2 separate regions of the Pan troglodytes genome follow, and region 2 is linked to region 1. A link is a contact called in public Hi-C data. All regions are on one chromosome and are shown on one strand. The core of a region is the stretch at or near the end of the contact, and the rest is flanking DNA. Distances in the headings are between cores, read along the strand shown.

Region 1 (6,128 bases), core at 1,682-4,181:
TTTCACAAAAGAAGGTGGGAAGGCAGGAAACAATTCTTTTTGGATGCTAGGGTAATTGTGTAGCCAGATAGAAGTATGTAAAGGGAAATTGAAATAATTTCTGAGTTTACTCCAAAATGTTACCGAAGTATTTAAAAATAACCATTAATGACTGTTATCTAATGTTAGCCTCATAAAATTAGGACAAAGGTGATAGTTCTGGTGAAGAAGAAGATGATGATGATACTATTAGTTAACATTTGTTTACTGCATATTGTTTCAAAAATGATGCTAAATTCTATGTAAGGATTACTTTAGTTAATCTTTGCAACACTGCAAGATAGTTCCAGCATTTGCCCATTTTACAGATGAGAAAAAGAAGAGAGTGTAAGTAGCTTGCTTAAGGTTATGCAACCAATACAAGGCATAGATGGATTTTAAATCCAAACAGCCTGATTCTAGAATTACATCTTTAAACATTATTGTATAGAGTGCCTTTCCCTAATCTTCTTCTTCGATTTTCTTCCTTCTTTCCTTCCTTCCTTTATTCATTGATTTAGCAAATGATTTTTAAGCCCCAACTATGCGCCGGATATTGTTCGAGCCTCAGGAAATACACTAGTCAACAAGACAGACAAAAATTCCTGCCCTTATTGTCTTTCTCTTCTACTGGTGAGAAAAGACAATAAAAAAGTTAAGAAAAAAGTGTAGCTTATTGGCAGGCACGGTGGCTTAAGCCTGTAATCCCAGCATTTTGGAAGACCCAGGTGGGTGGATCACCTGATGTCAGGAGTTTGAGACCAGCCTAGCCAACATGGAGAAATCCCGTCTCTACTAAAAATACAAAAATTAGCTGGGCGTGGTGGTGGGCACCTGTAATCCTAGCTACTTTGGAGGCTGGGGCAGGAGAATCGCTAGAACCTGGGAGGCGGAGGTTGCAGTGAGCCAAAATCGAGCTACTGCACTCCAGCCTGGGTGATAGAGGGAGACTCCATCTCAAAAAAAAATAATAATAATAAAATTAAATGCAAGAAAGATAAAATAAAGCAGGTAAGAGGAATATGAAGTGTTAGCAGGTGGGAGGAACAGGTAGAAATTTTAGGTAAGGGAGGTCTCACTGAAAAGGCAAATATTTGAGAAAAGAAGCAAGTAAGTGTTCTTTTCTTTTCTTTTCTTTTTGATTGTTTTTGAGACAGAGTTTCACTCTGGCTGGACTAAACAGCTCACTGCAGGCAGCCTCTGCCTCCCAGGTGATCCTCTCACCTCAGCCTTCCCAGGTAGCTGTACTACCAGTGTGCACCACCATGCCTGGATAATTTTTTTGTATTTTTTTTGGAGAGACAGGGTTTCATCGTATTACCCAGACTCATCTTGAACTCCTAAACTCAAGTGATCCACCTGCCTCAGCTTTCTAAAGTGTTGGGATTGCAGGCATGAGCCACCGTGCCCAGTCTTATTTTCTAACTATATAGTTAGAAAATGTATATTTATTTACTTATATTTATATTTGTTAAAATGTATATAATTGGAATATATTATATATTAGAATTATACATATTAGAATAATATATATATTAGGTCCTTTAAAAAAACTTAATGAGATGGTTCCTAGGTTAGGAGGTAAACTTATAGTTAACTGTATTCTTGATAAAAAATTAGGATGATTTTATATATGTATATACATGCTATTATTATATATAACAAACTAATGTATATAATATATATATACCATTATATATATACACACACCTATATATGTAATTTAAATTTATGATGACAGTGGATTTGGGCATGCAAGTGTGACAGAGAACTTTGTCTTTCTCTCACTCCTTCTACACCACACACCCACCCCTACATATGTAGCTACATATGTGTGCTCAAATATATAGTGGTGTATATATAGCATCCTGATTTTTTGCCAAGAAGAAAGTTAGCTATAAGTTTACCTTCTAACCTAGGAATGATCTCATTAAGTTTTTGTTTTGTTCTGTTTTGTTTTTAAGACGGAGTCTCGCTCTGTCGCCCAGGCTGGAGTGCAGTGGCGCCATCTTGGCTCACTGCAAGCTCCGCCTCCCAGGTTCACGCCATTCTCCTACCTCAGCCTCCCGAGTACCTGGGACTACAGGCGCCCACCACCACGCCTGGCTAATTTTTTTGTATTTTTAGTGGATATGCGGTTTCACCATGTTAGCCAGGATGGTCTCGATCTCCTGACCTCGTGATCCACCCTCCTCGGCCTCCCGAAGTGCTGGGATTACAGGCGTGAGCCACCGCGCCTGGCCTATTAAATTTTTTTTTAAAGGACCTAATATAGATTGATATTCAAGTTGAGCCAGAGCTATAAAAAGCTAAGTACCTCTGTCTATGAAATTATTTTCAACTAATTCCTTTGATTCTGTGATACTTCGGTGTTTGCTGTTATAGCGAGATGAGGATAATGCGCTGAATTTTATAGTTGTTGCAAAAAGCCCACAGCAGCAACACTGGGGCCCCACAGACACATATCCGAGATCATGACATAGCTCAGGAGACAGCACACACACACACGCAGCTATATACGTAGGGGTAGGTGTGTGGTGTAGAAGGAGGCGGAGAAAGAGAAAGTTCTCTGTCACATTTGCACGCCCAAATCCACTGTCATCACAAATTTAAATTGGATATGGTGCAACATTGTCTGTCAAAATAAAACTGTAAGAGTAAGTAAAGAGAGAACTTTTTAATTCCCTGAATGATTTTGGGCAAGCAGTAGTAGGCTTTTTGATGCCTAATACAGAATGATTAAGAAATAAAAGTTAACACTGATATGGACTGCATTCTGTAGTATGTGAACACAAAAAGGATACTTTCCTAATTGGATACAGTATTCAAAATTCCACAAGTTCTGAAGTCACTGTGTGAGACCACAGGTTACAGGCTTTTCTGAGAGACACTCTGCCTCCCCCTGCCTCACCCTGGATGCATAGCACTCCTTGATTTGTAAAATACTCATTCCAGTCAAAAGGGAAGTGTCCTTTTGTGATCCCTGGCATCACTTCCTGTTTTTCCTTGTAAACTTCCCACCCAAGCTGTGGCATTATTGGGATCATTGCCCGAAGTAACTTTCCATTACATTGACAAGTCAAGTGCATACATCTGATTTGAGTGTCATCCTTCCTCCAGATTTCAAAAATTCTACTGCAAATTAAACAACCCAGCTCTTGTGATCCCTGTTGAAAGTTTTATCTTCTTAAAGATCATTCTGAAAAATGAAATTTTTTCATGTCACACAATTTTGATTAATGGATCCTTTTTTTTCCTGTAACTTTTCAGAATTTGTAGACTTCTTAAACCTAATTTATTTTAAAAGCACACAGTAAGATGTCTCTTCCCATTAAAATAAAAATATATTTCTCTTTTGGATTATCAACCTATAAGCTATATTACTAAACTTTTAGCTTTACATGATTTATAGTAGTCAAATGATTACTGCCGTAAGCATTAATTTCACTATAGAGCTATTAAAATATTTAATTAGAGTCACTGAGAATTTAGGATGTATAATAAAATTGTTGTCAAGGCCATGTTGTAAATTCTGATTATGTTTGTAGATGAATGAGAAAAACTACCCTATGCTGAAATTTTTATAAATTTTGAAATTATGGGGATTTTATATATATATATATATAACATATATATTTTATTTTATAAAATAAAATATGTAAAATAAATATATATATAGTTTTTTGAGATGGAGTCTCGCTCTGTTGCCCAGGTTGGAGTGCAGTGGTGTGATCTCGGCTCACTGCAATCTCCACCTCCTGGGTTCAAGTGATTCTGCTGCCTCAGCCTCCCAAGTATCTGGGATTACAGGTACGTGCCACAGTGCCCAGCTAATGTTTGTATTTTTAGTGGCGACGGGGTTTTGCCATGTTAGCCAGGCTGGTCTCGAACTCCTGACCTCAGTGATCTGCCCGCCTTGGCCTCCCAAAGTTCTGGGATTACAGGTGTGAGCCACCGTGCCCGGCCTATTTATTTATTTTTAAACATTTCATGTATATAGCAGTGAGGTTATGTTAATTGTGCATAATTTACGAAAATGCTAAATATTTTGCTTTTTAAAAATCTTTCTGAACTTAAGCAGTGTTATCTTTAAGTACAATGTTCTAGTTTATTACAAACCCAAAATGTAATCCTATATCAGAATCTTTCCTTTGTGTTATATATTTTATTGTCTCCACAAAAATGTTTTATTAAAAAAAAAAGACTCCAAGAGTCTAGCTATAGTTCATGTATGCAGGCAAGAGGTGGGAATTCTCTGTGAATGTCAAATAGAAGTGAATACAAACCCATGTAGTCATGTTTACTCAGGTGCCAAAATCCAGATCATTCTGTTATGAGTTCATCTTCTAAATATATGGCTCTGGCTATCTGTGGATCATCCACCCTCCTGTTATCTACTTGTGCAAGGAAGTCAAAATCAACCCACAGAGATGGGGTATCTGTCAGTTGTTCTCTATGGTATCATACCTGTTTATTTGTGTGGCTAGTAGAGACTAAACTACCTCAGTAGATTTTTATGACTTAAATTATAGGGTAATATATTTATTCTGTTTTAAGTACTCCGTGTAAATGGTGGCCATGGAGATAGCTTAATGTGCATTTTTGTTTTTGTTTTTTTTTACAGATAAACACTGTCAACTTTTTATTGATCTACCTACAGTATTTTTGCTATGCATATCTGTATATCTCTTTTGCAAAATTAAGATTGCATTTTCATAATTTTATAAACTATTTTTCTTATCAATATATCGTGAAATTTCACAAGGCTTTTCCCCAATATTGTAAAGTGTTTTCATGAATATTATTTTAATGTACTAGATTGAAACATATAGAATTAGTAATATTTAATGTTTTTTAACCTATAATGTACTTTTTTTTTTTTTTTTTACTAGAGAAGGTTTGTGTAAATTAGCAGTACATTCATTTCTTCTCATTTCAGAAATAGCAAAAATGTATGCAGGAAATGGGGGAAGCCAGAAGACCTTGCAACCTGGCAGCCAGTGGTCAGATGTCATTTCAGAGATTTGGGAAGGTTTCAACTATTGCTTTTAAGATACACCTATGCCTAAACACCACTAGAAATGACACAACTTATTTCTATCCCATAGGCTTGAAATAAGTAAGAGAGAGTTGCTATGAATTTGGTTAAAAGAGTAAACCTAGTGAGAAAAAAAGTAGTTTAGATGGTCATCATTTTGACATCAAATGATGGCAACCAAATAAGGTTATTTTCACCATCTTACCATCAGAAAAGAAAGATTCAGGATTTGGAAATCAATGAAAGCAGCCAGAAAACTTTCCTATTGTGCAACAAACAAGACATGGAAACACTCGTGAGTTGACTCTACTCAGAGGTCCAGAAAAATTAAGGTTGACACTAAAATAACTTTGGCTTACATACGACTCATGGCAAATGCTAAATAATGAAAAAATATGTCTTTTAGGTCTAAAATTTTCTGGGTTGTGAGAAAACATGAAGCATAAATCATATCAAACTATTCCTGGCATTAGGCCTTCAGGATGCATTTGTTTGAAATCAAGGGCCAAATTGCCTGGAAGAGCGAAAACTGCTAGATGCCAGCTGAGGCGGAATGCCAGCCTTGGAACTGACACATCATTTCTGGAGAGATCCATATGCACGACCCTAGTTTGTCTTCAAAGTGGTTCCCTTGAATTGATTTTGTAAATTAACAATATTAGGCCTTCTGTAGGATAGAAAGTGCATTAGTCACACTGCTCTTACTTTACCCAGCAAGGAAATCTATTGTTCTTTTGTAATAAAATGGTTCTGGAAGGGGTGAGGGTGATTTTGCCACATCAGGTAAAAGGAATCACATTTAGTTTTCAGGCAGGTTTAATGAGGAATTTTAATAATAAGAGTAAAAAGTCAATGAGCATAACTTCACTAAACAACTCTTAAAGGAAAGCTGAGCCGGCTCTTGTTTTCACAAGTCTATGTAACCATCGTTGAATGGGTTCCAAGCATCAATTGTTCCCAGTGAGTAAGGACATAGGATATGGCAAAAACTCACAGCAATTTATTACCAGAATGTTTTAAAAGAAATGGAGGATTTCAGAAAACAAGGAGCTCCACGGATTCATGTTTAAAT
Region 2 (6,128 bases), core at 980-3,479, 440 kb before region 1:
GGAACATTTCTTGCACCCCTCTTAACCTCCCGTCTCCAAGGGAACCCAGATATAGACAGACCCCCTGGGGATGAGGTGAAAGGGATTAGCCGGAGGAGTGGAGGGGAGGATGGCGGTTCTTTTCTTTTTTCTTTTCTTCTCTTTCTTTTTTTTTTAAGCTACCTTGGCGGTTGGGCACCAAGGCAAGGTGCTCAGCCACCCCTGGGGTGCCTGGCAGGGAAGGTGAGGATTGGAGGGACAAGACCTAGATTTTGACAGCTGGGATCTTCAGATGCTGCTGGTCTGTCTCCTGGCCTACGGGATGGTCCCTAGAGAGTCTCTTACACCGATCAGAAGCAGCCTTATGAACTTCTTGCCAGTCAGCCTAGTGTTTTTCTCTCCCTAGAGATTTTGTCCCCCCTTCCAAAGGCTCTCAAGACCCATTTCTCCGTTTCCTCTGAGGACATTTGCTGGTCAGAGGGTAGGCACCTCTCCATCTAAACTGAGGGAAGCTGGTGGAGTCACATTTTGGGGGAAGTTTCAGAGTCAAAGACCTGTGGGAACCTAACAGAATGTTGGAATGGCTGGTGCTTTTGCACACACCAAATGTGTTAGCACACTCACCTTTATGCACAGGACAGCGGGAATTCTAGGTCTGGAAAAAACCCAGGTGCCTCTTTAATTCAGAGTGGATAATAGAGTTCTCTTGTGCCCACGCGTGTGGGCACTAGAGCCTTCTCTTTTGGAAGTTGTTTTACTCCTGTTGTGAGTAATTCCCTCCTTTACCTTCCTACTTCCCTTCCTCACATTTCAACCTTATACATCTGTCTCCCTTGAGACCTGTAGCTTGGTTCTCCAGGGACCTCTATCTTACAGCCAAATGCCCCCAGAATTACACAGCTCTGGATAAACGAAAACGGTAGGCATCCTTAACAAGGACAAATTCTTTGAACTTTGATTCTCTTGAATAAAGAGATTTGCAGGCCATTGATACCCTTTGGGGTTGAACCTTGTTATTTGCTCTCTCATGCCTGCAGTCCTAGATTTGATAATAAATACCAACAGGTACGACTGGGCATTCTCAATGATTCCCCTTTCCCTCCACAGCCTTTGCCAAACTCATGCCCAGGACCTGCTTTTCTTTTCCTTTAACTTGAACATCAAGGATGTATTGTTGCAGCACGGAGACTGAAAAGATTGTAATTTTCTTTTATGGTGTCTGGCAGGATTTGCAACAGATATTAATGGGGACATAAATAGCACATGGAAGGTATTGAACAAAACTGTTTAATGCAAGAAGGTTGTACCAAAAGAAAATCTATACCTAGTTGGGATTGATTCATACCTTGTACACAGCTAGCCCCTTTAGGAATTCCCATTTCTGAGTGGCACTTCATTGGTAAATCCTGTAATTAAAGGAAATTTCAACAACGTATTTTTTTAAGAGTGTGTGATTTTCCTCCCTACTCCTCTTTCTTTTGACCCCGAGGTTGTAGGTTTAAGCGAGTGAGTGAAAATGGCAGGCAAGCAGAGCTGCATCGGGAGGCGACCGGGACAGCAGTGGGGGAGGCCGGAAGGTGACAGCCGACCTCTGAGAAAGCAGGAGGTCTTTGGATGTCAAATGCCAGCGCCGGCCCGGACCCGGGAATCAAGGGTGATCATTACTACTTGGTAGGGAAAGAATACTGAAATGTCCCAAGGATGGCAGCAAGCATTGGTATTACAGCTAAAATCGAGGAAAAAACCAGTTATTTATTCTGCTTACAACCCTGAAAGCGGAAGCCGCAATAGCTTCAGTAGCAGTAGCAGCGGCAGCAGTAGATTTCTCAAGTTCAGGATGATTCTCACTTTCTCCTGGATTATTAGCCGAGGGTCCAGCCCTTCTAGTTCTTTAATAGGAGAAGGGTTTTTAAAAAATGTTTTTAAAGTTTTTTTCCCCCCTGGCTTCTTGCTTCCCTCGTAGATGGTATAGAAAAATGTCTGCAATTTATGGTGGGAAAAACAATAACAATAATCATGATACAAGCTTGTTGGCGATTCTAACATGGAATCAATCCTCTGCCCAAGCCTTTTCAATTCCCCCCTCCCCTTTTTTTGGGCGAGGTGTCTGCTCCCCTCTGGCTCCCTGCGTTCGCTCCCCGCCCCCCGCCGCCCTCCCCGCGGCTCCCTTTCTCCGCCTCCTCGGCGATTGCCATCTGACAAGATCTCCAAATCAAAGTGATAAATCGCTCCAAACTTTTTTTGGCGGCGCTGAGATGTTGGAGGGGCGTCTAGCGCGCATGTGCGAAGGTGTCCAAACTGACAATGCTGGAGAGATAGCGAGTGTGGATTGAGAGAAAGGGAGAGAGGGAGGGAGAGAGAGTGAAAGAAGAAAATACAGAGAGTGAGTGTGTGGAAGAGAGAGAGAGAGAGAAACAGGAGAGAGAGAAACAGGAGGGAGGGAGAGAGAGAGAGAGAGAGAGAGAGAGAGACAGGAGAGAGAGGGAGGGAGCGAGAGGGAGAGCAAAAGAAGGAAAGGATCCAAGAAAAAAAAGCCCCAACCACACACCAGCGGCTGCAGGACTGGGCACAGCATGAGATCCAAAGGCAGGGCAAGGAAACTGGCCACAAGTAGGTGCAATATCCCTTTTCTATTGGCTTTTCCCCCTCCTCTGCCATCTTGCATATCTGTCTCTAGCGCTCCGGGAGGGAGCGCGGGCTGCCTCTTGCGCCGGGGCCCCGGGTGGAGGGCAGGCGGAGCGCAGCCCCAGCAACCTGCCGGTTCCAGTCTCTGCTCCCGGTCGCCCGCGCTCTCGCTCCCGGGTTGGGCGCCGGAGGAGCCTGGGCAGCCCTCAGTCCCGCGCACCGACCAGCTGTGGCAACCCCGGGGTGGGGGTGGGGGTGGGGGCAGCAAAGACTAGGGGTGGGAGGGAGGAGAGAGCGCGAGAGTGAGCGCGAAGGGGTGGGGTGGGGGGGAAGAGAAGAGGAGAAAGTCTCCCCCTCCCCTCCCCTTCCCCCCAGGCGGGGGAGAGTTGCCTCTGGCCAACCAGCTAGTCCCGGGTGTGGGAGGAGGGGGGCGCGGGGGATGGGGGGGCGGGCAGGAGAAGGGAGCCTTTTCGAGCCTCGGTTTGTTTCTGGGGTTTGGGTAGGGTAGGCGGCTCAGAGGGAGCCACAGTGGCGGCGGCGGCGGGCGGCTGTGGTGGAGTTGGGAAAAGTTGCGAGGCGGCCGCTGGAAGTTGCGCGGGCGGGCGGGTGGACTGCGCCGAGCCGCGGCTGCGGTAGTGGGCGCTGTGCGCTCGGCCATGCTCTGCGGCGCGGCGCTGCGCGGCGGGAGGACTGCGGCGGGGAGTAGGGGACACCAAGGTGGGGGCTGAGATCGCGGGGTGGGGGCGGGGGCACGGGCAGAGCAGAGCAGAGCTACCGGCTCCGCACAGCCACGCGCAGGTGGGGAGGAAAGAGGCCCAGCGAGCGCTCGGACGTGGGGAGAGAAGAGGCCCAGCTAGCGCTCGGAGAGCCGGGAGTGGAGGGCACACAGCCAGCGGCGGCAGCCTAGGAGCAGGAGGCAGAGAGGGCGCGCTGCGACCCGCGCACCTCGGGCTGGCTGGGCGCCGAGCAAACCCCAGGGGGCGGGCTGCCAGAGCGTTGGGCCGCGGAGAGGGCGCAGCGCAGCCTCCGGCGCTTCGTCTGGGTGCAGCCTGGGTCCAGGGTCAATAACCCTCCCCGGCGCCCCCTGCCTGCCCGGCGCGGAGCGGCCTTGGTCTGGCGGGATGTGGGCTAAGGGGTTTGGGGAGGGGGCGGTGGGAGTCCCATCCCCCACTCGTACAGCAAAAGTGTTGGATGACTCGCCTGGCTTTGCCGGCGGGGCCCACACTTTCCCACACGGTGTGATGCTCCGCCAGGACTGTAGACGACAGAGCTGCGTTTGTCCAAATGCTTCTACTTCGAGTTGAAGGGGACTCAGGGGCACTGAGCCCTGGAGCGGCTGGGAGCGCTCTTCCTTGAGGTGTCAATAGGCGGGGCTGGAGCTGCCTCGGGAGTGGACAGGCCGCGGTTCTCTCTCCCACACTCGCACTCGCCGAAAACAGAACTCTCTAATTGTGTTGTTTACGGAACGCAGAAATGAGAGATCGGAGATGGGTGGGATGCTTCTCCCCAGTGAAATCCCAGTCTCCCCCCGCGCGACCCTCGCACATTAGAACCAAATACGGTAGGTATCGTATCCACGCCTCCTTGCTCACTGCGTCCCTGCAGCAGCCCGGGAAGTCGGCGGCACCTCAGCAGGCTCGGCTTCGCGGGCAGTGGAGTCGGCGGTGTAGCCCCGCGAGATGCTGTCATCCCAGGCGCCTTTCCAGTGCTTTGTGCAGTCCTCACCCAAGCACTCGTACACTCCCCGATACATTTCCTTTCCCCTGGGTCTGAGAAATCAACCTAAATATAGGGCTCTTTGGGTCATCAGTCCATCTGTTTCTCTTTTGGGTATTGTTCTTTACACTCGCTGCTACAGTGTCAAAGGGCGCCGGTGGAACTGTTTTCCCTGTTTGCTTTTAAATGAGGCCGATGTCTTTATTTTCATCTGAAGGGAAATAAATGTACATATACTTGAGGTTTGCGGGCTTCGATTTGGACTAAAGGTTGGGAGAGAGAGAGTGTGTGTGTGTGTGTGTGGGGGGGGAGTTGGCGGGAGTGGGATGGTGGGTGGGGGTGGGTAGCCCTTTTCAACCATGCCTAAGTTGTGAAGTGAAAGCTTAAGGCTTCGCGCCGCAACTCACTGCCCGATAACTTCTGAAGTGAAAGCAGAACACAAAACCCTTCGAATTTTCTTGAGCAACTTTTTCAACTATTTTAATTGCCAAGCAAGACATATGATGCCGTCTTAAAATATTCCCGCACGCACAGTCCACTCAACATCCAGAAACTGAGCCTCGTTTCCGATCTGATGATACTTGTCATTCAACCGGTGGGAGACCCATTTATTTTGTCCCTAGGGTCTCTAAGGATGCCGCTGCCGCTTTCTGATAGCTAGATCTCAACTCTTACAAACTTTTACTAAGCCTCAGATTCCCGCTTGCACTACTCCAGCTGTTGCTGCCGCAGCTGCCTTTCTCAGACAGAAGCGCTGCGTTGCAATTCTTCAGTTACAATCTGGGTAATAAAGGAAATCATATTAAAACTACAGATTTTTGTATTTTAAAGCGCGATTTCCTTCCCCTGAGTAGCGCGTGGCGGAGATGGTTGGTGACCCCTGCGGTGCAATCATCCAACGAAAACTTCACTGCTCTGCACCAGTTTTTCTTTTTCTGGGTTTAGAAGGGGCGTTGTGACTACAATACTTTAAAAAACAAAACTACCTTTATTGTGGCAAGAGAAAACATTACAATGGAAACAAATTACATATAAATAGTTGTTTTCTCGGTAGCTTGTTGTTCTTTTTGTCTTTTGTAAATTTCTTTGGTGGTCTTAAGTCCTGATTTGGCCTTGGCTACAGTACAGGAGCCCATGGACCTAGACCAGAGACCACGGACCCTGAAAATACCCACTGAATCTACACCGAGATTGAATGCACAACACAGTTTGCAACTTGTAAGGCTTGCGTTTTATACAGTAGTTGAAACCGATAAATTCGTTGTAAATCATTTGGGAAGGTTAAAAAATTTAATTAAAAATAAAATGAAAGGCAGGAAGATTGACATTCCTAGTGCCTAACGCCCCTGAATTTTATTTCCATCTTTAAGAAAAGAAAACCAAAAGCCAAACCGACTCTGGTAGCGCCGGGAGACTTCCCAGCCGTTTTCTTGGGCAGCTAGGACAGCACCTGGGCCGTGCCAGAAATGCCAGTTGCTATGGTCCTGATGGATGGAAAGGAAGTGCAGGTTGGGTCTGCCCAGCATGTCTAAAGCCTGAAATACCGAAGCCACCCTTACCTTACTTCCCCAAAGTGACAACGCGCGGGAATTCAGTCACAGCAGAGAACGAGTTGCATCCAGTAACTCCCTTAGCTACCGGTCCCCCAGAAGTCTCGTAAAGTCGCAAAAGGCGATGCGATTAGCAAGACCGCGGCAAGGGGGGCACTTGTTACTCCTACACTTGCTCTCTGTTTAAAAAAAGGCTCTGAAGTAGGAAAGGTAGATGCCGACCCTTTCTCCCGTCCTTAAACTACTCACCTTGTCAGC

Evidence for each region. A called contact is a pair of places that touch in the nucleus more often than the background predicts.
Region 2: a Hi-C map of induced pluripotent stem cells shows a contact between it and region 1, with 2.0 times the contacts expected there. The contact joins the promoter of MECOM here to the enhancer-like site in region 1. A contact is called at or near these places in 1 of 7 Hi-C or Micro-C datasets (induced pluripotent stem cells) and 1 of 1 datasets of contacts at active chromatin or transcription factors (stem cell-derived excitatory neurons).

Annotation. Positions count from the first base shown.
Region 1 is chr2:172,372,629-172,378,756 of NHGRI_mPanTro3-v2.0_pri, reverse strand. The region is part of intron 2 of MECOM (MDS1 and EVI1 complex locus); the gene reads left to right. Among named protein-coding and RNA genes, the nearest start is that of MECOM, 440 kb to the left of the region's middle. Within about 2 kb of position 2,931, at least 1 of the 24 cell types and tissues checked has an H3K27ac peak or open chromatin away from gene starts, as enhancers often do. A contact at or near this core is called in induced pluripotent stem cells, where this site is marked.
Region 2 is chr2:172,815,743-172,821,870 of NHGRI_mPanTro3-v2.0_pri, reverse strand. It overlaps MECOM (MDS1 and EVI1 complex locus), which reads left to right and starts at 2,229. Exons shown (of 16, transcript XM_016942279.4): 1 at 2,229-2,589. The coding sequence starts at 2,553.